Linked DNA regions of Mus musculus: all the other regions are linked to region 4. The links are chromatin contacts, called in public Hi-C, HiChIP or PLAC-seq and promoter capture Hi-C maps. All regions are on one chromosome and are shown on one strand. The core of a region is the stretch at or near the end of the contact, and the rest is flanking DNA. Distances in the headings are between cores, read along the strand shown. Region 1 overlaps Casp3 (caspase 3). Region 2 has its middle 30 kb from the start of Gm39168. Region 3 has its middle 7.7 kb from the start of Gm31111. Region 4 holds the start of Acsl1 (acyl-CoA synthetase long-chain family member 1).

Evidence for each region. Promoter capture Hi-C pulls out the DNA fragments that hold promoters and counts their contacts. Hi-C and Micro-C count contacts between places; a contact is called where the count stands out from the background. HiChIP or PLAC-seq counts read pairs in DNA pulled down with a chosen protein or histone mark.
Region 1: a FOXA1 HiChIP or PLAC-seq map of pancreatic cancer cells shows a contact between it and region 4. The contact joins the enhancer-like site here to the promoter of Acsl1 in region 4. A contact is called at or near these places in 3 of 39 promoter capture datasets (fetal liver, neutrophils and stem cell-derived epiblast-like cells), 1 of 484 Hi-C or Micro-C datasets (beige adipocytes), 1 of 115 datasets of contacts at active chromatin or transcription factors (pancreatic cancer cells) and 2 of 9 other capture datasets (adipose tissue and pancreatic islet).
Region 2: a contact with region 4 is called in a promoter capture Hi-C map of liver. The contact joins the enhancer-like site here to the promoter of Acsl1 in region 4. A contact is called at or near these places in 14 of 39 promoter capture datasets (the 3T3-L1 cell line, 3T3-L1-derived adipocytes, the C10 cell line and 8 more), 1 of 15 datasets of contacts at CTCF or cohesin (large pre-B cells), 15 of 484 Hi-C or Micro-C datasets (the G1E-ER4 cell line, the N1E-115 cell line, bone marrow-derived macrophages and 7 more), 15 of 115 datasets of contacts at active chromatin or transcription factors (the 230-238 cell line, SST interneurons, bone marrow-derived dendritic cells and 9 more) and 2 of 9 other capture datasets (adipose tissue and liver).
Region 3: a Hi-C map of uterus shows a contact between it and region 4, with 4 times the contacts expected there. The contact joins the enhancer-like site here to the promoter of Acsl1 in region 4. A contact is called at or near these places in 2 of 39 promoter capture datasets (neutrophils and pre-B cells), 4 of 484 Hi-C or Micro-C datasets (CD4 T cells, LSK cells, memory CD8 T cells and 1 more), 1 of 115 datasets of contacts at active chromatin or transcription factors (astrocytes) and 1 of 9 other capture datasets (adipose tissue).

Annotation. Positions count from the first base shown.
Region 1 is chr8:46,637,656-46,640,355 of GRCm38.p6, reverse strand. It overlaps Casp3 (caspase 3), which reads right to left. Exons shown (of 7, transcript NM_001284409.1): 7 at 658-2,437. The coding sequence ends at 2,208. Among named protein-coding and RNA genes, the nearest start is that of Casp3, 22 kb to the right of the region's middle. Within about 2 kb of position 1,250, at least 154 of the 459 cell types and tissues checked have an H3K27ac peak or open chromatin away from gene starts, as enhancers often do. A contact at or near this core is called in adipose tissue, beige adipocytes, pancreatic cancer cells and 1 more, where this site is marked.
Region 2 is chr8:46,330,717-46,333,416 of GRCm38.p6, reverse strand. No RefSeq gene overlaps it. Among named protein-coding and RNA genes, the nearest start is that of Gm39168, 30 kb to the right of the region's middle. Within about 2 kb of position 1,411, at least 19 of the 459 cell types and tissues checked have an H3K27ac peak or open chromatin away from gene starts, as enhancers often do. A contact at or near this core is called in the N1E-115 cell line, hepatocytes and liver, where this site is marked.
Region 3 is chr8:46,685,330-46,688,029 of GRCm38.p6, reverse strand. No RefSeq gene overlaps it. Among named protein-coding and RNA genes, the nearest start is that of Gm31111, 7.7 kb to the right of the region's middle. Within about 2 kb of position 1,284, at least 439 of the 459 cell types and tissues checked have an H3K27ac peak or open chromatin away from gene starts, as enhancers often do. A contact at or near this core is called in LSK cells, adipose tissue, astrocytes and 4 more, where this site is marked.
Region 4 is chr8:46,469,767-46,472,466 of GRCm38.p6, reverse strand. Acsl1 (acyl-CoA synthetase long-chain family member 1) reads right to left here and starts at 1,430. Exons shown (of 21, transcript NM_007981.4): 1 at 1,237-1,430. It overlaps Gm31050 (a long non-coding RNA gene), which reads left to right and starts at 1,417. Exons shown (of 2, transcript XR_378936.3): 1 at 1,417-1,862; 2 at 1,968-2,476.

The DNA of each region.
Region 1 (2,700 bases), core at 1-2,500, 170 kb before region 4:
CCTCTTTATATAGATAGTATGGAAATTACAATGGGCTAGCCTTTTCTCCACACATTAAAGAGCTAGTCTTTAAAGGTTTAATTTCATGTATATAGGTATTTAGCCCACGTGTATGCCTCTGCACCATGTGCATAAAATTCCCAAGGAGGCAAAAAGAGGCAGTTGGGTCCCCTGGAGCTAGTTACAAAAAATTGTGAGCTGCCATGTGGGTGCTTGGGTTCAAATCCAGTTCTTCTGAAGAACAGCCGACGCTCTTAACTGCTGAGTCATTTCTCCACCACCCTATCCCCTGTTAGAAAGCAGCTAGACAAAAACATTCGTGACACGCTCCTCCTTGTGTACAGGAGTTCCTTGATCCACTTTTGACCTTCACTTTAGAGAAGCTGTGGTTATTATGTAAACTTTGGAGGAGCTGAGTCCCCACCCCTTCCTGTATTCTTTGAGTATATTCTACCTATTTCTTTGGGTTTAAATCCTATCATATCAGAGGTTCTTCCACTTGCCAACACCTTAACATATTAGATTAAGGCCTTGTTGCATCCTCTGACTCTCTCAAATTAGACTGTGGGTTAAAATTATTTTAACTTTCACTTAGTTATTACAACAGCAAAAGTATTGACGACGACAACAACAACAACAACAACAACAAACCCTCAAATACACTGATAATTTTAAATCTGAATTTATGTTTTGAAATAAAATTGCAAGGTAACAAACTTTTATAAAATTGTCACATGGGAACACACTTTAAAATACCATCACATGCTGCATTCACTTAGAAAGCGTTAACAACAAAGCCAGTCTAAACAAGAATCTATCCGTTACAATGTGAGTTCCTTCCTTTCTTTGTGCAACAAGGAAGCTTAGGAGAAATGCTGCGAGAGCCAGCAGTGACTCAGCACCCCCATAAGGAGGCCAGGAGCAGAGCACAGTCTCCCTGAGGATGGACTGCAGCCCGCAGCTTCTCCACATGGGCTGCAGGGCTATTGCTGGATGCTTTCCAAGTCCTGTGTGCCCTGGCCCTTTCGTTTCTAGCACAGTATAAATATCACCATTATTTTTCCTTTCTTTGTAAACGTCAACAGAAAAGTCAGCATGCTACAGACTCTGGACATGGAGTCCAGTGAACTTTCTTCAGACTCTCAGCCCTCTGGGAAAGCCTTTTTGCAGAAGTTTGTGATCTGGTTCACTTTCCCACGTGGTAACTTGGACATCATCCACACAAACCAGAACTCACAAGGGGGGTGGGGTGAGGGGTGGGGAGTCCAGCTGGCAGGCCTTTTCTGAAGATGTGCCCATGGCTCTGCCAAGTCTCTGCTCTGGCTCAAACCACATTCTCTCCAACTACAGTAGATTTCATCTCTCCTTTTCTTAAGCTCTGTTTGACAACTGGTATTATAGTATATTCCTATAGAATTCCTGTACTTCATTCTAATAATCAACCATTTGAGGCTGTTACATAACAGCTCTTGAGATATTTTGCTGGTCTGTAAGACCGAGCTGATTTGTATAAGGATAAGTAAGAAACAAATGCTGATGGATTTTAGCACCTTGCCTTCAATGAGTCAACCAAGTTCGCACACGGTTTTCCTCTCACATAAATACTCAAGTTATTTTTGTTCCAGTAATAAAACATGATTTTTTTTTTTAAAATAACAAATACGTGTTGTGGACAACTGTCACAAAACCAGTAGCTATAATGCATGCTATGGTGGTCCAACTCTTCACTTCCATAAATCAGGTCCAAAACAAGGGTTCCAGCCTTTGACTCTGCTCATGGATTCAAGTTCTAAGACATTATCATTTGACATTATTGTTTCTACGTTTAACGAAAACTAGAACAACATTCTTAACATGAGTGGGGAGTATAAAATCATCAGTGGAAAAGCTGTACTGCTTCAAAATGACTTCAAAATTCATAGTATCGCCAAATCTTGCTAATTATAAAAGGGCAACTTTGTAATTTCATCTAGGATGATAGTACCATCATTGACAGTTACTTGCTCCTTATTAAATTAAATTTCATTTCAACTACCTGATGTCGAAGTTGAGGTAGCTGCACTGTGGCTGGCTGCATTGCTAGGCAGTGGTAGCGTACAAAGACCAGGAGGACCGTCAGATTAGATTTAAATGAGAGTCTCCCTGACAGCTTTCTCATTTGGCATAACAAAACAGAAACACGCCCCCCCCCACCCCCAATCATTCCTCTAGTGATAAAAGTACAGTTCTTTCGTGAGCATGGACACAATACACGGGATCTGTTTCTTTGCGTGGAAAGTGGAGTCCAGGGAGAAGGACTCGAATTCCGTTGCCACCTTCCTGTTAACGCGAGTGAGAATGTGCATAAATTCTAGCTTGTGCGCGTACAGCTTCAGCATGCTGCAAAGGGACTGGATGAACCACGACCCGTCCTTTGAATTTCTCCAGGAATAGTAACCTAGGAGGCAAAAATACGAAGGACTGTATCTTCTATTACACCACAGCATCACTCTGGAGGAGTCTACACATTTTCATATAACCAGAACGATCCAGACAGACATAAGCTTCCTCAGTCTTAGAAGCCACACAAAGGAAAATAATTAGCAACCCTGGACTCCAGACCTCACTGCTCTCTGCTGGAAAAGAAAACGCAGATCAATCAGGACTGACTACTGTTGGTTTCCCGAGTTCTACTTTAGGGTCTCTTTCCCATAGGTCAGG
Region 2 (2,700 bases), core at 162-2,661, 140 kb after region 4:
CTTTTTTTTTTTTAAGTTTACAAATAATCCCAAAAACAATACAACAAATTCAGCTTAGAGCTTTGGGAAGGAAGGAAGAGGATGGAGAAAGAGGAGGGTGTACAGAGGGGAACTAGAAATGGTTTCTGTCTACAGCTGTATCAAATGGGCCACATGAGACATGCTGATTAAGTGGCTAATTGTGAGAGCACTGTTCCTCATAGTACTCTGACGTGTTCTTGGCTTTGAGGTCTTTGATAAGGAAAGGGAAAGAATTTTGATGGCATACAAATTTCTGTCCACCAATGCGCAGAGACCAACAGCCCCCCAAAAAATATTAGAGACTTCAACTGACAACGTCAGCCAGCCTTTTCTAAAACCCTCTTTTGAGAATGTCAACTGTTAACAGCTCAACATGAAGGCTAAGTAGGTTCCAGCAAACATTGACAAAAGTGTGTGGGTTGGGTTTTCTTTCCCTTCCTTAATGACAGAATTGGCCCAGAGCAAAGCATTATGGACCCACCCAGTTGGCTTTTCTAACCAGCAGCCAGAGGAGGTGCCTCCTGATGAGTGACAGCTGGCAGTGTCCCTGGGGCAGGGCAGGTCCTGGGAACAAGGGAAAAGGTTATTACAGGTCAGGAAAGAGCAGGTGTGGAAACAGGGCCTGGCGTGAGCTTGGTCCCAGCAGGTACCAAGTATCAGAACTAAGAAAATGATCGCTGGAGCAAAAAGAACCATGTGTTTGCCTGGGGAGGGGGGGGGGTAGTGACATGGATTCTCTATTCCAATTTTGCTGCAAGGGCCTGAATCCAGGGCAGAAACACCACTGAGCTGCATCTTGCCAAAACGGGGCTTAGCCATCCGTGTCACTCTCCGCGTCAGCGTCTTGAGATGGGATGGCTCCAGATCCACCATCCCAGCTCAAGACCTTTGAGGATACATGAATCCAGTTACAGAACTCCATTTAGAAGACACAGGGAGATGTCCCCCAGTGACCCTAAATACTCTCAGTTCTGTTCCTGCCCATTGACAATAGTAGCCTGATGATGGGGTAAATGGTGGGACCTGGTTCTAGTCACTGTCCACTATTCTACCAGAAGAGTGGTCTGAGATGGGGTTCCCTTACGCCCTCCCCTTGAGTCTAAAACGAGCTCACTTCCTAGGCCTTCCCCTTGCAGCTTTACACAGAAAACCCATATGCCTGGGGTGTCTTTCTTTAGCTTGTCAACTCTCTAGGAGAGCCTCTGGTGGGAATTCCATCCCCAGGCCAATCTACCTCATCTCAAAATCAAGTTCAGATCATCATCTCTTCTCCCCTTTAGCAGTGTTCCTGTCTTGGATACAGATATTTCCTCAGGTACCAGGCTCAGTGCCGCCTGCCTCTCGTTGCCTCTGCATCCAGCTAGTGATGGAGCCCTGCCAATATTCCCCAGGCGTGTCCTCTTCATGACTGCTCGTCCCAGATAAAGCTGCAGGCCAACCACTCAGGGATGTAATGGTTATAAGGTTCACTGAACATCCTTTGTTCTTGGTCCTCGTGGGCACATGGCCTGGGAGCATACTAAAATAGAAAAACCAGGGCCAGAGAGAGGGCTCAGGAGTGAAGAACACCTCTAGCTCTTGCAGAGGACCAGGGTTCAGTTCCCAGCACCAATATGGTGGCCTATAACCATCCATAACTCTAGTTACAGGAAGTCCACTGTCTTCTTCTGATCTCCATGGACACCGGGCATGCATGTGATGCCCAATATATATGCAGGCCAAACACTCACACTTAAATAAATCCATCTGAAACAGAGAAACTTAGGTCTTGCCATCACACCACTGGGACAGAATCTCTGGAGGTGGGACTGGAGAATCTGACTCCAAATTTGAACCCTGGTACCTAAGCACATTCTAACAGGGTACTCCACCCCCCACCCCCGTGATAGTGGGTGATACCCAAATGGCACAGTGATAAAGTAGACCTTTTTTTTTTTTTTTTTTTTTTTACTTCAGAGACAAGTTTGACCACTTCTTGGTTGTGTAATAGATAATATGTCCCCTAAAAGCTCCAGTTCCCTTGTCAGTCAAACGGGAGTCAATGAGAGGATTAAATAGACACAGTCCACTGCTTAGACACTAGACACATGCTTTCTGACTTCACAGCGGTGGAAGCAAGATGCACATCCAGTTGGAAATACACATTGATTTTAAAATCAGAGCTCTCCATGAGGTAGCAAGATGTGGTCCAACCCTCCAAGATGCTGGGCAGCGACAGCAAGCCACATGGTTACAGAGGGACAACCAACACTACAGAGGACTGTGCTGTCCAGCTCTGATATTCAGCAGACTCGCCCTACTCCATGCACTTCTGATAGACAGTGTTTCTCTAGCTTCTGCTGGGCTTATTGGTGTGCAAGAAGGAAGCATCCATGAGGAAAGTCCCATGAATCATCTAGACCAGTGTAGGCACAACGTAAGGCCATGGTGCTCCAACTCAGTGCATAAGCCATGAGTGGACTTTTCAATTCAGAATACCGTTTTCTGTACACACACACACACACACACACACACACACACACACACACCTGTGTGCAAGTGTATGCAATTAGAGCTCACTAATTTGCTAAATGGACTGGCCAGTAAGTCCCAGGGGTCCCCCTGCCCCATTTTTCCAGAGTTGCTGCTGCAGCTGGCTTTTCAAATGAGTGGTGTGGCTCCATTCAAGCTCTCATGTTT
Region 3 (2,700 bases), core at 35-2,534, 220 kb before region 4:
GTCATCTCTCCAACATTTATATCTTAACTAGCATTTCTAGTTAATCTGACCTCTTATTACACAGTCCACATTATTTTTGTTTTAACCATCATCATATCATTATTAGCATCTCAATTTTAGGGTGTTTATGGAGAAGGAGCGTGTCCTTTTGAGTTGCTTTCACAAAACTATCAAGTACGGAGAGGAAGCATAGTGACTCACAGAGACTCCAGAATCAACAAACTAGGACATGCATCTTAAGCCCCCGACCCACCCATTTCCTCAACAGTGTCTTTTTATAAAGAAATGTATGCCCACTTTGAGTCACCTTTTTTGAATTTTTTAAAGTATGCTAGGCAAGTACTCTACCACTGAGCCCACCGCACTCACCCTTTAGCCCATTTCAATCTGAACTGGATGGGAATTGTAGTTCCTTAGAAATTACACCACACGCGCGCGCGCGCGCACACACACACACACACACACTTTCAGTTTTCCCTAAGTAGTATCTTCAAGACACATTAGTAGTAATAGGTTTTAAAAGATTAGAAAAAAAGGATTCCAGGCCAACACTAACAAAATCCTTAAAAACACCTGGTAAAGAAAGCACGCATACGTTTGCAGAATAAATTATCTGACAACTTATCTATAGTATTTTTATTTTTCACTAAAATGTCCGTGGTTTAAAGGGGGTGGGTGAAAGAAAAGAAAAGAAATGGTCACTAAACCACTATAACTCAGGATTGCTGGCCTGTCTCACTGATGATCTCTGACAAGTCCAAGGACTCGGCTGAATGACAAGAACAACAGCCAACCACCTGTAAGAGGACTGCCTGAAGGCGGAGCCAACGCCTCTCCCAGAAAGCAAGGTCTGTGCACACCAGAAAACGGGACAGATGCCGCCCTGTTATGGCTTGCTGTCCCCCTCTCCTCCCAGAAAAATACAAGCTAGTCCCAGTGACCTCCCAAAAAGACCCTAAATCCAGTAGTCAGCAAGGTTACTAACACTCCGGAAGTCCTTCGCAGGAAGTAAGGCTGCGCGGGCGGGGACACGATGCATCCTGGGAGATGTAGTCCACACTTGTGGCGCGCAGACGCAGTGGTAATGCAAGGTAGGCGTGCAGAACCCTGTGCGAGTTTAGTTTTCATTAATGATGTACTTTAAAAGGTATCAAAAAAAAGTCAGGTACTGGGGCCTAACGGCCTCGTTTCATATCACAGGGACAATCTATGAGTTCCTGCTAGACAGGAAGACTCGGTTTAGGAAGACAGTCCCTATCTAGTGGATCTGAAATAGATTGAGATAGCCCCCAAGTGGACAGTGAGGAGAAACCACATCTGTGCTATCAACAAACAGGTTGTTAAATCCAGGGAGGCAAGCCTTCCAAGGAGAGAAGTCCCACATCAGTCCCACTCTCTTTGAAATATAAGACTGCTATTGAAAATGTGTGTGTGTGTGTGTGTGTGTGTGTGTGTGTGTGTGTGTGTGTGTGTGTGTGTGCGCGCGCGCGCGCGCGCCAAAATCAAGATTAAAAAAGGTACCATCTGGAAGCTTAAACAGCAGAATGTTAAGATTAAGTTTTGGATCAAGAGATTACATTTCTGTTTCATGCATTTCATTATTTGGAAGGATAAAGAATCCCTTTTAGGTAGACTATGTCAAATGTAAAGCAAAGCATGTAGAATACATATTTTATACACCGGATATTTTCTACCATGTTATTTGAACATAATTTAAATTCATTCTCTCTCTCTCTCTCTCTCTCTCTCTCCTTCTTCTCCTTCTTCTTCTTCTTCTCCTCCTCCTCCTCCTCCTTCTTCTTCTTCTTCTCTCCTCCTCCTCCTCCTCCTCCTCCTCCTCCTCCTCCTCCTCCTCCTCCTCCTCCTCCTCCTTCTTCTTCTTCCCTCCTTTTTTTCTAATGGAACAACTCAGGAAAAAAAATTCTTTACAACGTGAATTCTAATTGTTGATAGCACTTGAACTATTAAGGATTTGTTAATATTATGTTTGTACTCTATGAGTTTGCTTAACTTGTTCTTTATTTCTTGTGTATTTTTTATAGATCCTTTAGGATTTTTTTCTTAATATGGACAACCTCGTCATCTTCAAATATAGTCTTTTTTATTTTTTCCAGCATGTGTGTTTTATATACTTTATTGCCTTGTTGCAATAGTTGGGACAGAAATGAGGGCAGTCACTACTGGCTTCTTCCTCGGATATAAAGAGAGAGCCGTTCAGTCTTTCCCAGAGGACTGGGTATTGACTATGGATTTGTTGTTATTGTTTCTCTGTTGTTATTGTATCTCTTTTACAGATATCCTAGGGGTTTTTTTGTTGTTTTTTTGTTTTTTGGTCTATTTTTAGGTTTCTGAAAGTTCTGAAAGTTACCGTCTAAGCTTGGTCAAATTCTTTTACTTGAAATGGTGGTGTGCTTTTGGGGTTGTTTTTGTGGTTGGTAGTGTTGATGTTGATTGACACACTTAGTTATATTGCTTGGTTTTTCAGAGTTCAAACAGGTCTTTCATCCCTAGGTTGAACACGGGGTAATGTTATTCCCATAAAATAAGTTAGAAGATACTTCCTCCTCTTTTCGTTCCTGTAGTTGTTTATGTACAATTTGTATCATTCTGTCTCCTGTTGATGCCATGGTTCTTTTCATGTATCAGTTTTGCTAGACTCACAGGACCCAGATATTTGGTCAAATGTTATAAATGTTTCTA
Region 4 (2,700 bases), core at 181-2,680:
AATAAGGTGTGTTGCTTTTTTTCTTTTTTTTTTTTTTACCTTCTCCAGTCATATAATTTTAGCTCAAGATCTCAATGCAGACCTTTTACAAAGAACCAGCCTCCCACCACAAAGGGATTTCCTTCAGCTGAACTACAAGAAAAAACATCTCCCAGGATCCGGCCCTGTCTGTTTTCTGTTGTCACACCTCACCACATTGCTCCAAACCGATGGTTCCTTTCCGTTGCTCCCATTCTTAACCTTGCCCATTGCAGACCTTCAGTTCTTAACTTTGGTGAACTAGAAGGGTTTGGATGATTTCTGAGTTACGCTAATAATTTTCATTGGGCTAACCACAGATTACGTTTTGAAACGTGTATCCCAGAAACATAATCAAATGTCAAGTCCTTAAAGGGAAGACTAGAGATGGATACTCACAGTTCCAAGAGGAAGCATTTTCATAACGGCCATTCTTAACTAGGTTCCATAACCATGAGCTTGAGCGGTGTGGCAAGATGGTCTGTAAGCTCGGGCATAGTGCAGTGATTAGATGGAGCTGCCTTCTCTAGATTCTAATCCATGTGATCTTTTAAGTCCTGTATCAGCACTCGGGGTCTACGTTTCAAGGTGATAAATATCATTTTTGCTCCCTAATTTAAAAAAAAATTAAAAGCCAGATTGCCTTAAATCAATGACTCCATCACCACTGTGTGTAGTGGCTCTGGGAGCTCCTCTTGGAGACACCGCGAGAATTTCTACTTATGACATCGGGCTCTGAGCGCTGCTTCTGACCCTCCTCGAACGCTCGGCGCAGGGGCACGTCACAGAGCGGCACCGGGACAGTCCGTGTCCACGCGCGGTGAGTGCGCGCCTCACAATCCCCGCCTCTGGGGGTACGAGGGATGCGGTGGCGGAGACGCCAGGGTCCCCAGCAAGCAGGACCACCTCTCGGCACCTGAGCCGGGGAGGGAAGGTCCCAGCCGCCACACCAGCCAGGGACCGTGCAGAGAGGAACCTCTTGACTCCGCGGTGCACCAGCCCCGCGCGCGCACGGCCCGCGGGGGAACCCGGGCTCCGGCACCGGAAGCGGCGGCCGCCGGAGCGGCCCCAGAGCCTCCCGAAGCCGAGGGAAACGAGGCCGTGGAGCCCAGGCCGGAAAAGCGGAACGTCCCGCAGAGCCGCGGGGAGGTTCTCCCGTCTCGGCCCGGCTAGGGTCGCCTTGGCCGACTCGCGGCCCTTCGCGGCTGGCGCACTCACCTCCTCCGCTGCCCGGGCTGCTCCACAGGCGGCTGTCACTGCAATCCACGAACTGCCCCGCGCCGGGTTGCGATGCTATTTAAGGAGTCGCGGCCGCAGCTGCTCTCTTGGCTGCGCCACCGGCGTTGCAGCAGCAGCAGCAGGGCCGGGCGGCTGGTAGTGCGCGTGCCGTGCCACGCCGCCCCGCCCCGTCCGCAGGCTCCTCCCCGCCCCATCTCTTAGCGCGCCCACTCCCCCTCGCCAGCTCCTCCCCTCCTGTCGCACAGGTCGAGGCTGTCCCGCCCCATCACACCCACCGCTCCTCTCAGGTCCCGCCCCATCGGCGCCATTCCCGCCTCCCAAGCCCCGCCCTATCTGGGCTGATCCAAGCCCCTCAGACCCGCGGTGCCTCTCAGGCCACGCCCACCAGCTCCAGTCCTTCCCCTCCGGCCGCGCCTCCTCGGTCTTTTGCCCCGCCCCTTAAGGCCCAGTCCTCCTTCAGGTCCCGCCCAGTCCTGCTGACTCCGCCTCTCCCTCCAAAGCCGCAAGGTGGGCGTGGCCTCCCTCAGGTCCATGAGCATGGCTGTCAGCAAGCAAAAGCCACTAAGGTCACCCAAACTGCCCTCTAGTTTCACAACGAATCTGAGGTAGGGCAAAGGGTAAATCTGGAAGTCTCCTGAACCCTGATAATGTGATGCTATGGAATGTTGCAGGTGCCCTTTAGCTCTTCCATCCTTAACATTCTTCCACAGCTGACACCTTGGCATAGCCTCTCTGCTTGCTTCTCTGCTTGGAGGGACCACGGTAGCTGAAGAAGTCCCATCTTTCTTTAGCACAGATATACACGAACCCCTTTAATCCAGTTTCACCACGGTCCCCACACCAAGTTTCGCCACAGTCCTTGGCTAGGAATACAGGACTTCCGCAATATCCTGGCCATGAGGCATCTCTGGACAACCCAGGCCCCTGTGTGGTTCAAGTGAAAAGCAGACTTAGTCGTTGCTCAAGGACGGTGTCCACCTGCCAAGTTTTAAAGGCTTGTCTGCCCTGCTCAGCCTTGGCTCTGTAGACTTGACAAATCCCTTGGGAAAACCTTTTAAGGGCTACCAACGGCCAATGCAAGGCCAGTAGGATGGCTCACTGGGTTAAAGCCCATGCCTGTCACAAAGCCTGAAGTGCAATTCTCAATCCTCAGGACTGTGAGTTACCATGTGCGCATGTAACCCTTCTTCAAACGTCATTTTAAAAAATCTTAAAGATACCCCAAAGCTTTAAGATAATCTTTTAAAAGGTTAAATACTAGAGCCATCACTGTTGCTCAGTGTCCAGAACTGGTCAGTGTGGTTAAGGTAAGATGTAGATCATGCTAACATTTTGAATGGGAAAAAAAAAAGGTCAATATAATTGTTGCCAGGTTCACCTCATGCTATTGCATGAAGACAGTCATCCAGGTACAGGAGGGTTTGCTCCCAGCATTAGATGGAA